Regions from separate parts of the Ovis aries genome. Here region 1 is linked to region 2. A link is a contact called in public Hi-C data. All regions are on one chromosome and are shown on one strand. Each heading gives the region's core, a stretch centred on a gene start, on an enhancer-like site or on the middle of the called end of the contact. The rest is flanking DNA. Distances are from core to core; before and after follow the strand shown.

Region 1 (2,856 bases), core at 99-2,598, 240 kb before region 2:
GAATTCCATGGACAGAAGAGCCTGGTGGGTTACAGTTCATGGACTCACAAAGAGGCCGACATGATTGAGCAGCTAACACACAATCCTAGCCATTTGCTCCTTTCTAGTTTGCCTCTCCCTCCCCTTCCTCCACTGTGCACACAAGTCTGATGTCTACCACTGCATTCCTCCCCTGGAAATAAGTCCATCTGTACCAATTTTTTAGATTCCACATACATGTGCCAATATATATTTGTTTTTCTCTTTATGACTTATTTCACTCTATTTGAGGGACTTTAGGTCCATCTACATCTCTACAAATGACCCAATTTTGTTTCTTTTTATGGCTGACTAATATTCCATTGTTTTGATTTATTAACCTTGAGAGTTCAGGCTTAGACTTTAGCTTGCTTGTATAGGCTGATAAGGTATTAGAATAGCTTCAGTCCAATGCCCTCTTTTAAATCAATTTAACAATCTGAATCTTTGGTAAATCTGTTCCTTCATAAAAACAATAAAGGTGAAAAGGAAAAAATGGGTTTGGCAATAAGGACCTCAGAGTGGTGATGGTTAACACTACATTTATAAACTTGTCTAGTTCGTCATTGACACTCAGCAAATGCTCAGCGAATATTTGTTTTCTCCCTTTTAATGTTAGTCACTAAACTTTGAAGCAGACCTTTGCTTCTTCTCATTTATTATAACTTTTTCATCTCCTGCTACTGTGTATGTATATCTTTTCAGTTCAGTTCAGTCGCTCAGTCATGTCCGACTCCTTGTGACCCCATGAATTGTAGCACGCCAGGCCTAGACTCATGTGCATCGAGTCGGTGATGCCATCCAGCCATCTCATCCTCTGTCATCCCCTTCTCTGCCTGCCCCCAATCCCTCCCAGCATCAGAGTCTTTTCCAATGAGTCAACTCTTCCCATGAGGTGGCCAAAGTACTAGAGTTTCAGCTTTGGCATCATTCCTTCCAAAGAACACCCAGGACTGATCTCCTTTAGAATGGACTGGTTGGAACTCCTTGCAGTCCAGGACTCTCAAGAGCCTTCTCCAACACCACATGTTCAAAACCATAAATTCTTCAGCGCTCAGCTTTCTTCACAGTCCAACTCTCACATCCATACATGACTACTGGAAAAACCATAGCCTTGAGTAGATGGACCTTTGTTGGCAAAGTAATGTCTCTGCTTTTTAATATGCTATCTAGGTTGGTCATAACTTTCCTTCCAAGGAGTAAGCATCTTTTAGCAAATCCATTTTTCCTTATTTTAAAGAGTTTTGTGCCTTCTCCCAAGTATCCACTCATTGTGCAGTGCATTCAACAAATACGTCACATGTCTAAACTGCTGAGTATATGACTCATAAGTCCTTTTTGGTATTTCTTGGTCCAACAGATGCATAAAATTAGTCATATGGTTTCAAAGAAAGCTGTAACTTCCTAGGAAAAGCAGTGAGAACCCTGTGTCTGGGCTGAGTGGGAACATACCTGGCATCCTCTCCCATTGGTGCTCACCCCCATCTCCAGCTCCCACTGCATCTGGCTTTATTCAGGGGAAAAACGGGTTGGGGAGATTAGGAGTTTCTTGGGAAATAATTTAAACCTTCGACTTCCCACATATCTTAGTAGTAAAGAATCCACCTGCCAACGAAAGAGATACAGATTCGATCCCAGGGTCAGGAAGTTTCCCCTGGAGAAAGAAATGGCAACCCACTCCATTATTCTTGCCTGGAAAATGCCATGGACAGAGGAGCCTGGCAGGCTACAGTCTGTGGGGTCTCAAAGAGTCAGACGCGACTGAGTGACTGAGAAATTTAAACCTTGCTCATAGGTAGACTTCAGACCACTCATGATAATTTTTAATTTGTCATTCACTTACTCCTGCCAGGCCCTTTTCCAAGACTGTAATGGTCCATTTCATCTTGTGACCACCTGAGAGGCAGGTACTCCAAGATTATTAGGTAGAAAATAGAAGCAAGTCAGACAAAGTGGCCCTAGGTGGGACTTAAGCTCAGGCAGTCAGGGTTGAGAGTTCCTGCCTTACTCTCTTTTGTTGCTGTTAATTTTTATTTTATATTGGACTATAAACTATAAATGTTGATTTATAATGTTGTGTTAGTTTCAGGTGTACAACAAAGTGATTCAGTTATACATATACATGTATCTATCCTTTCACAAATTCTTTTCCCATTTAGGTTATTATAGGACATTGAGCAGCGTTCCCTGTGCTATATAGTAGGTCCTTTTATACAGTAGAATATTACTCAGCCAGTAAAATGAATGAATAACGCCATTGGCAACAACATATATGGACCTGGAGATTATCAGATTATCAAACTAAGTGAAGGCAGACAGGGAAAGACAAATATTAGATGATATCACTTATATGCAGAGTCTAAAAGAAAATAATACAAATGTACTTATTTGCATAACAGAAACAGACTCACAGGCCTAGTAAACAAACTTATGGTTACAAAAGGAAAAAGGTGGGGGTGAGGGAGAATGAACTAAGGGTTTCAGAATTTACATATACACACTACAGTACATAAAATAGATAACAAACAAGGAGCTACTGCCTTTCTCTCTTGAACTGTCAGGGAAGGAGTGGAGTCAGAGAGAGGTGCACAGAAGCTAAATCATGAGGGACTCCAGAGGAATCTGGAGATCAATTCTATCCTGGGGGGAAGGAATGAGGAGTGATTAGCTATGGCCAGCAGGGCTTAAGGTTGAGAGGAAAGCAGGTGTCCCAGTTGGTACAGGGATGTTTGATCTCTGCCTCTGTACTGATCCAGGCTCACTGCCCCCCACCCAGCCCCAGCCTGGCAGGGGACATGGATATGGAAGGAACTGTGACTCCGTGGCCAGTTGGCTTCC
Region 2 (3,168 bases), core at 338-2,837:
CTGCTGCGGCAAACTTTTAAACAGCAATGCTGGGAGTCCCGGCACATACTTTACTGGCCATATGCTCTACCAAACAAAACAATGGCATTCCTTTCAAATGGATTTGGCAAGGGATGCAGTTCTTTAGCTTGGCATTACCATGAAAGTAACATGAAATTAACACATCTGTGTGTGCCCAGGCGCCGCACGCAGGGACTTGTAGGCAGGCAAAAGGATCTGGGTCACATAACTGTAAAAATAACCTGACCCCTGGTCTCCAGTAGGCCCTTTTGACAGGTATTGTTTTCTTCAGCAACAGGTTAGTGTGGTCCTCAGCCAACGATTAGAATCTATTTATTAAAGTTCTTCCTCTTAAGGATTGAGTGGGAGTTCAGTGTAGTATCTGAGAGCACTTTGTCAAGGTTGCATTCCTTGGCAGAGAGCTCTTAGTAACTTTACAGAGAACAAAACTCTTTTTTTTTTTTTTTTTTAGTTCAGAGAGCAAAAGTCAGTGTTCCAAAAGTGACTGACGGTTCAATGTCATCTGTTCCCTAGCCCACCCCACCCCCCAAAGTCGTTCTTCACTGCCTAGAATGTGATGCTTGTGTCTTTAGAGGCAGAGTTTCTAAAGGTAAAAATGACTGTCACTAATATGCCCTGCTCCTCGATGTGGCCCCTGATTGGACTTTTAAAGAAAAGGGGATGTTTTTAAGACAATGACTTCATCTGGGCCATGCCATCCCGCTCCTGCGCTTGCCGCCATCCCCTCACCCACCCCACCCACCCCACCCACCCACAGTAAAAACTTTAGATGGGGTACGGAAGCCTCCGGGCTTCCCCTCAGCACCAGAAAATGCCCCGACTTTCCTCTGGCTGCTCTGATCTAGTTCCCCGGGCAGGCAGGGCGAGGGAGCCTCTCTCTCAGACTGCCTTCCTGCTCCACATTGGGCCGAGAGCTTCCTCCGGGACGACCGGCTTAGTTGAGCAAGTGTAAGCTAGCCATCTCCTGCCAGGGCTCAGCCCAGGACCCCACCACCCCAGCTCTGGGAGGTCCTCTCCCCTGCTCCCCACCCCCCTACCCCCGCCGCGGTCCATCCGCTACCGTCTCCTAATAACTCATGACCTTCCCAGGCAGGGTGCAGCTGGAGGGCAAGAAGTTCCGCCGCCGAGGGCTGTCAGAGCAGTGTGCCCCCCACCCCCATCCCCGGGCAGGCACCCACCTGATTCCGCGAACGTGATGATCTCCGAGGTCTGCTCCATAAGCTCATTCATTTCTGCCCTCCGTCCGATGTCGTCCTCTATCTCCACGTACCCGTTCTCCCCCACTTTTCCCACATGAAGCTTTCTGATCGCGTTCAGAAGCGCCGCCTTGGGTACCGGCTGGGTGACATCGGGTCTCTTCTTCAAGTGCAGCATGTTTAAAATGTGCTTCTTGACGGCCTCCACCATCTCCGGCTGAGAGTTGGGTACATCCTTTGGGAGGGTGGCCAACGCACAGGACGGGCAGTCTGGGGCCGCGCTGTGCCCCTCGGATCCCGGGGTGGGGGAACTCCTCACTATAATCCAGCAACTCGCCAACAAAAATCCTCTCAGCCAGAGCAAGGGCATCCTGGCAGCAAAAGTTGTTGTGTTGCCCTTTTAAAAGGCTCTGCTTTTCCTCCCCCCTCACGCACAGGGTGTTTTTTTTTTTTTTCTTTCTTTTTGGTTTTTTTTTTTCTTTCTTTCTTTTTTTTTTTTTTTTCCTTTCTCCTCTTCAGTCAATTCTCTGGAACAAGAACAAAAAGTTTTCTGTGAAGTTTTGTTTGCAGGTTCCCTCTCTGAATGCAGTCAGTGCTGTAGGTTTGTGGCTGTCAGGGAGGAGAGTTCTGACTGTCTCCGAGTAAGAGAGAGGGAGGGAGGGAGGGAAGGAGGAAGGGAGGGAGAGACAGGGTGGGGGGGGGGGGAGACAGAGACAGAGAGAGGACGGGAGGGAAAGAGAGACAGGGAGAGAGAAGAGAGAGGGAGAGAAGGGGGAGAGGGAGGGAGGGAGAGAGGGAGAGAGAAAGAGAGAGGGGGAGAGAGAGAGGGAGACAGAGAGACAGAGCGATTGGCCCTAAGTGAGTGAGTGAATGGGAGAGGGAGGGAGTTTGTCTGTGAGTAAAGGCTGTGATTAGGAAGGGGAGGGACAGCTCTTTCTGACAGGCTGCCTGCCTTCTGCTCCCTTACACACACACCTCTCTTCAAATATCACCATTCTCTGGAGTTCTACTTTCCCTTCGGAAGGAAATTCTCCTGATTCGGTTCTACTACTTCTTCATTTCCCCCTCACTCTATTTCTTTCTCTGCCCAGGCCCCTTGCTTCACCTTCTTCCTCTTTTGGAGGGACGAGCAAAGCCCCAAGCAACGCCCTGTCTCCATCAACAGGGAGGACCAGACTGAAACAGCCTGCCCCAGTACCCCTCCACCCTGCCTGGCCACTGCCTGGAAGGTGAGGCTCAGGGTGCCCAGAGGTGGGCAGGCAGGTGGTGAAGGTCAAGAAGAGGGGCCACTGTGTCCCTGGGATCAGCTGACTGTTCTAGCCTGGAGGGAATCCTGCAGACCGTCCTTTCCCCCATTCATTCATATTTCAATGTTCAGGGCCATCAACACTGGCAGGCGATCAGAGGGGAGTGCAAACAGAACTTTTGTTTGGGGTCATATAATACACTCTACTTTTTCCAACTGCAAAAGGCAGCGGGGCATTGAAAGATCCACAGGCAGGCAGCAGGTTACACACTTGTGTCAAGTGAAGTGAGCTCTGTCCCGTCTTTAGCGGCCATCCTTCCTGCCCGGCACACACACTCACAGATGACAGCTCACCACCACTGGCTCTGTCTTCACAGGTAAAATGCAGAATTCTGCTGGCCTTTCCCACATTATTGTATACAAACAGTGAGCTCCTATGACTTGAATAACTGGTCCTAGCAGGGGAAGAATCTCTAAAATATACTGGTAAATAATTTTCTCTGTCATGGGGTAGTTTGTTCAGCCTGCCCCCTATCCGCATCCCGGACCAGTCAACAGACTGGCTTCTTTTTCTCTCAAAGGAACAGCACAGATGAAATCATCATGGATTTCAGTGTTCACAGAAAAAGAAAAATGTGAATTTTTAAACAATGCCTCTCTGAGTTTTTTTTTATTCTCCTCCCCCCGTCCCCCTCCTTTTTTTCA

What was found. A called contact is a pair of places that touch in the nucleus more often than the background predicts.
Region 1: a contact with region 2 is called in a Hi-C map of blood, with 3 times the contacts expected there. The contact joins the enhancer-like site here to the promoter of INHBA in region 2. A contact is called at or near these places in 5 of 16 Hi-C or Micro-C datasets (blood, liver, skin fibroblasts and 1 more).

The regions. Positions count from the first base shown.
Region 1 is chr4:81,200,118-81,202,973 of ARS-UI_Ramb_v3.0, reverse strand. The region is part of intron 2 of LOC132659753 (a long non-coding RNA gene); the gene reads left to right. Among named protein-coding and RNA genes, the nearest start is that of INHBA, 240 kb to the right of the region's middle. Within about 2 kb of position 1,348, at least 1 of the 54 cell types and tissues checked has an H3K27ac peak or open chromatin away from gene starts, as enhancers often do.
Region 2 is chr4:80,960,668-80,963,835 of ARS-UI_Ramb_v3.0, reverse strand. INHBA (inhibin subunit beta A) reads right to left here and starts at 1,587. Exons shown (of 2, transcript NM_001009458.1): 1 at 1,200-1,587. The coding sequence starts at 1,587.